Linked DNA regions of Mus musculus: region 2 is linked to region 1. A link is a contact called in public Hi-C data. All regions are on one chromosome and are shown on one strand. Each heading gives the region's core, a stretch centred on a gene start, on an enhancer-like site or on the middle of the called end of the contact. The rest is flanking DNA. Distances are from core to core; before and after follow the strand shown.

The links. Hi-C and Micro-C count contacts between places; a contact is called where the count stands out from the background.
Region 2: a Hi-C map of cortical neurons shows a contact between it and region 1, with 4 times the contacts expected there. The contact joins two enhancer-like sites. A contact is called at or near these places in 4 of 39 promoter capture datasets (hippocampal neurons, liver, pre-B cells and 1 more), 1 of 15 datasets of contacts at CTCF or cohesin (stem cell-derived epiblast-like cells), 11 of 484 Hi-C or Micro-C datasets (cortical neurons, differentiating embryonic stem cells, embryonic stem cells and 5 more), 3 of 115 datasets of contacts at active chromatin or transcription factors (SST interneurons, bone marrow-derived dendritic cells and kidney) and 1 of 9 other capture datasets (embryonic stem cells).

The regions. Positions count from the first base shown.
Region 1 is chr8:10,417,617-10,420,447 of GRCm38.p6, forward strand. All of the region lies in intron 16 of Myo16 (myosin XVI), which reads left to right. All of the region lies in intron 1 of Gm51561 (a long non-coding RNA gene), which reads right to left. Among named protein-coding and RNA genes, the nearest start is that of Gm51561, 11 kb to the right of the region's middle. Within about 2 kb of position 1,470, at least 21 of the 459 cell types and tissues checked have an H3K27ac peak or open chromatin away from gene starts, as enhancers often do. A contact at or near this core is called in cortical neurons and stem cell-derived neural stem cells, where this site is marked.
Region 2 is chr8:11,418,545-11,421,350 of GRCm38.p6, forward strand. Col4a2 (collagen, type IV, alpha 2) reads left to right here. Exons shown (of 48, transcript NM_009932.4): 21 at 2,033-2,125; 22 at 2,624-2,778. Among named protein-coding and RNA genes, the nearest start is that of E230013L22Rik, 58 kb to the right of the region's middle. Within about 2 kb of position 1,322, at least 83 of the 459 cell types and tissues checked have an H3K27ac peak or open chromatin away from gene starts, as enhancers often do. A contact at or near this core is called in cortical neurons and stem cell-derived neural stem cells, where this site is marked.

The sequences.
Region 1 (2,831 bases), core at 220-2,719:
TAGATAGAGACCATTGAGTGGACTTCGGTTTGCTCAGCTGGTCACTGTGACTGGATAGATAGATGGGAGTTTTAGATTTGGGTAATGAAAAAGGGCAAGGGCAGGGCTACTGGGTGGTCCCACTGAGATTTCACAGGGTCATGTTCACAGCTTGTGTGTGTATGTATGTTTTTAACGTGTGACTGTGTTGTGTGAGAGTATATATGTATGTTATGTGTGTCTATGTTTGACTATATGTGTTCATTTGTGTGTTTATATATAAGTATATGTGTGTGTGCAGGTGTTTTCATGTGTGCATGTGTGTATGTGCGTATGTATATGTATGTGTGTAGGTGAACATATATATGTATGTATATATGTATGCATGTGTGCTTCTGTGTTTCTCTGGCATGTGTATATGTGCATATGTGTGTATATGTGCATGTATGCACATGTACTTGTGTGTTTGTATAACGCGTGTGTGTGTTCTTTCAGATCTTGTTATATGGATCTAGTAAAGTGTCATACTAGTGACTAGTCCCATCTGCCCAGTCGCCGCAGCGGCCACTCGCTAAGTGGAACCCTTTGCCACTGCACTGGGCACCCACACTGCCCTGCCAGAAGTGCCTCCTTCCCTCTGAGTATGGAGTGGGGCCTCCCCTACCCCGTTTTGTATTAGTCTGAGTTCCTTTGAGCCCTGGTAGGCACTGTCCACACCCCAGCCCCCTTCTCACGTATCTAGGGTTTTAACACATGGTAACCTCTCTTGAAGTCTCCATGTGTTCTCTGGACTGCCAAGACTTCATGTTAGATAGGGTTCTCTAAATGACCAGAACTGGTAAAATGTATTACACAGGGAGATTCATAGATGGTTCACACTGTGTTCTGATGATGACGATACTTGAGAAGCAGCAACTTCTCAACCTGTGAGGCTCAACCTGCCTCAGCCATCCAGTGCGGCTTAGAAGGCAGGGTGGACTCTGGGGAGAGCCACTCATTCTTGGTCCGCTTTGGATGAGTGGAGAACTTTGGTTCAAAAGTCAGTAAAGGATGGTGGCAGCCACTAAAGCCACAGGGTGGATGCCCTCACCAGCAAGGAGCAAAAGCAGGCAGGCAGCACTGTGCCTCCGTCCTGACATCCTGTCTGGGCTACCACTGGGAAGTGCTGCTTACTCTGGGGGAGAGCCCTGACACCTTGGTCAATCTTTCTTAGAAAGGCACTCAGAAACTGGTCCAAAAGCTTGCCTCTTAGTTGACCCCAAATCTAATGACAGTGACATTCAGGATCACAGTCTCGGTCGCCTGGAGGACACAGTGTCATGGGACCCAGCTGAAGGTAACCTCTTTCCTTTGTCCTAGCTGGGTAACACACTGCCAAAACTTGTGCTCTGACAGAGCTGTCAGCTGAACCCACCTGTGTCGCAACAGAGCCAGAGCTGTGGATGCCGGCTGCATTTAGAGAACAATCTCTTCAGCAAGAGGGACTGCCTATAGCCCATGAATATGCAACAATAAACACAGTTCATGAATATTCAGTGGCACATATGTGTTTTGCCCTGCTCAAAGCCTGCATGCTCAGTCGTTGAGTGCAGTTGAGAGGAGACCAAGTCTCCTAGGGAGAGGGATCAAAATACTTCTCTCCTTCATGGGCCAGGCAGACCGCTCAGTGCATGTGGGTGACAGGGATCTCTTGGCTCCCACTCAGTGCCAAGTGTGTGCCCGCCCCTACCCCGCCACCCGTCACTGCTCCTGAGGAAGCTTTTGCCTATTAGCATCCTACAGAGAACAATGGAGATCACACACTTATGAAGAGATTACAAGGAAGGGTTAGGTTTTTCAGGTCCACAGAAGCATTGGATTCCAGGATTGTCCCTCCACTCTTCTGTGTGGCTGCCTGACTATGGCCTCATCCAGGATCAGGCCCAGAGTCTTTAGTGGATTAAATCAAGAGTCAGGACTTTGAATGACCCGGTCAAGTTGATGAGTGACATATCAGAGTTACTGAAGTCCATTATCTTTTTCTGTTATTGTTTAAGTTATTTACTTTTCATGCCAATCACGCCTTCCCCTCCCTCCTCTCCTCCCAGTTCCTCCCGCTGACTACAACCCCCCAATCTATCCCTTTGCCCTTTCTCCTCAATAAAAAGGAGGTTTCCCAAGGCTATTAGCCAGCCTTGGCATAGCAAGTTGCAGTAAGACTAGATGCATTTTCTTCTATGGTGACAAGACAAGGTAGCCCAGCTATGGCAAAGAGGTCCAGAGGCAAATGATGCTGCCAGAGACAGCCCCTGCTCCCACTATCTTTTGATGGTGGATCAACCTGAATGTGGAAAGGCACTGGAGCCTCAGGGCCCCAGGGGGCCGGGTAGGATCTCTCAGCAAGTCCCTCCAGGCCTGCTGCTGGTCCTTCTTCCATTCTCATTGGGCCACGTGATTAATGCTACACATCACAAGCTAACAACAACAAAAGTACAAACAGAAATTAAAACTCCCGTAAGAATGTCCGCTCACATATCCTAGGCCAGAACACCATCTGAGGGATCTAAAATATACCGTGTTTCTGTGCCAGCCAGGAGATAAAGAAAACATTTTTCCTTAAGTGGGACTCATTTAGTTGCAATGAGAAAGAGTTTGTCAGCAGGGCCTGGAAGGGGTGGGGTGGGGACGAGGGGACTTGGTATACTCCTTCTGTGTGTTTTAGGGAACTCCCTCAGGCTCACATCAAACATGTGGGGGTCACCACCTCGGTTTTTACAGAGTCCTGGGATCAGGTTATATGTTTACACATCTGCACGTAAAGCTAAAGATACATTCTTTAAAATCAGAACTTGGAAGTTACTAGGGGACTGAAA
Region 2 (2,806 bases), core at 72-2,571, 1.0 Mb after region 1:
TAACTGCTTCTCTCTCTCCCTCCCTCCCCCACCTCTCTCTCTTTGTCTCTCTCTGCCTGTCTCTGTCTCTCTGTCTCTCTCCTCTCCTCTCTTCCCCTCTCCTCTCCTCTCCTCCCCTCCCCTCCCCTTCCCTTCCCTCCCCTCTCCTTTCCTCTCCTCTCCTCCCCTCCTTTCTCCTCTCCTCTCTTCCCCTCTTCTCTCCTCTCCTCTCCAGTGGGAACGCAGCCCTGTGAAAACATCACCATTCCTCCTCTGTACTCTGAGCTACAGCCATGAAACTTCTCACTAGAATCAGCAGCACTGGGTCTCAAGAATGCCCAGAGCGGAGCTGCAGATCTCCACGCTGTCACTCTCCTCTTTGACCCACACATTCCCTGGTACCACTATTCCTCCATAGCGTCTGTACTTGAGCCAGGAGTCTCTGGGCACCTCACTCTCCACACTGGACTCACAGTGTGTGGTGCAGTCTCTCTCCTTAAAACACTTCAGGACTCCCGTTGCCCTTAGGAATAAAAGCCCAAGAGGGTCTTCTCCCCTCCTCCATGACAACACTCCTCCGTGTACCCTTTACACACTCCCTGGTCATGGCTCCATACTGTTAAGGGGCCATTTGGTCCCTCCGTTCCATTTCTGGAGAGCCCTTCAGCTCCCCGCCTGGCCAGCTCCCTCTGTCAGCCACAGTCCATGCCACTTCCTCAGAAGACCCCCCTGGACACCACCCATTCTAAATCAGCTGCTCCCAGCTTCCCTCTCACGGTGCTAGCTAGAATCTGAAACTTCACATTTGTTTGCTGAGCGTGTTAGCTGTGTCCCTGCATCTCAGCTGTCAGCTCGAGGCAGGCCAGCTTCCCAGTGCCAACACAGCTCCTGGCCTGCTGCCTGGCGTGGCTCAGGAGCTGGCTTGTGGTGGATGAATGAGTGAGTGAGAGACTGTGTTAGATGTGAGGCCAGATCAGATTACACAGAACAATGCCCGCTGGTCTCTTCTACAAATCTCTGCTTCCCTAGGCGCTCCCAAACCATCCCATGCCTTTGAAGTCACTGCCTCCTTATCCTTTCCTGTGTAGCCACAAGCACCTACCTTGTCCTGGGGTATTCGATGGAGCTATGACCACTACTAGATTTAGCAGCAATAAGGCTTGGTGGCTCATACCTGTCATCCTGACACCTGGGAGGCTGAGACCAGAGAGTCACCATAAGTTTGGGGCCAGCCTGGGCTACAGAGTAAGACAATGAGAAGCAAAGGAGTCCAGAGGTACTCAGCTACCCTGCAGCACAGCCAATCTCGCCTGGATACGCAGCCTTGGATCCACCACCAGATGGCAGTCTTCCCAAAGGCCTCTAAGAATTGTGAGGTCTTAGTGGAGTCTCATCTGGTCAATTGATATACATATGTGCAATTATTGGGGCACTGTAGTGACTAATAACTCTGACCTTTAGTGAAAAAAAAAGTGAACCTAGAAGAGGAATATTGGGGCCAAGGTCATTTAGTGAGGTCAACCATGCCCAGTACCAATTAGGAGAATTCCAGTTAGTTTCCAGGACCCCCATGTTTGCAGGTTTACATGTGTGTTCATGTGTGCAGGAGAAAGGAGAAATGGGGAGGTCTGAGAAGAGATGGGCATGCACTCCAGAAAGGGGACAGAGGGAGAGCTGAGTTTATCTTAATCCCACACCAACCCCCCCACCCCCCCACACACACACCTTGGGGGACATTCTCTGAGGCTGAGCAGAGATGCGCGGCCATCAGCAACATGGCTGAAAAGTCAAATTCTTCGTTTGGACTGAACGTTCCTCAAAAGCAAAGACATTGGTCTCGATACATTGGTAGAAAAGCTAAATTTGCAGGCTCTGGTCTCTGTTCCATCCTGAGGGACCATGGCCACATGGCTGTCCAAGCTTCTGTCTTGGAGGTGCTGGTGTGGGTCTGGAGATGCAAGGAGCTGGGGTAGACTTGGCTGAGAGGCTGCACTGGACCTGACTGATCTGGCCGACTCTCACAAATGCTTTTGTCCTGTGTGTTTTTCCGTAGGCTTCCTGTTTGGCCTGAAAGGATCAGAAGGGAGAGTGGGCTACCCGGGACCTTCAGGTTTCCCAGGAACACGAGGGCAGAAAGGATGGAAAGGTGAGGACTGCAGGGTGGGAAGGTCAGGATGGTGACCCCAACCTAGCCCCCATGTCACCTCCTCTTGCAAGTTGACCCCGCCCCCACCCTTCATTCACTTCTCTGAGGGTAAAGGATGGGCAGTCTGATCTGAAATCTGAAATGCTACAGAATCTGAAACTCTCTGAGAACCAATATGCCAATATGGCACAGCAAGTGGGGAATCCCACAGCTGGCATCACTCGCTGGGCCGCAGCCAAAGTGGCCACACCAAAACTTGTGGGTAAAGTTAACTTCGGGCTGTGTACAAGTCCTATGAAACACCTTATGTCTGGATGAGGACTACCCGTGACCTCAGCACGTATATGCAGCATAAAAGGCACTCTAAAGCCAGGCGTGGCAGCGCACGCCTTTAATCACAGCACTCAGTGTCTTCTCCCACCAGCCCCTCCACCTGTCCTCTACCCCTGCTAGTCCAAGCCCAGCTTAACGCATGCAACCCTGTCCTAATCACGACAGGTGAAGCTGGAGACTGCCAATGTGGCCAGGTCATCGGGGGTCTTCCGGGACTGCCAGGACCCAAAGGTTTTCCCGGTGTCAATGGGGAGCTCGGAAAGAAAGGCGACCAAGGAGACCCAGGCCTGCACGGTATCCCTGGGTTCCCAGGATTCAAGGTGAGAGAAGAGCGCCCCCTGCTGGCTA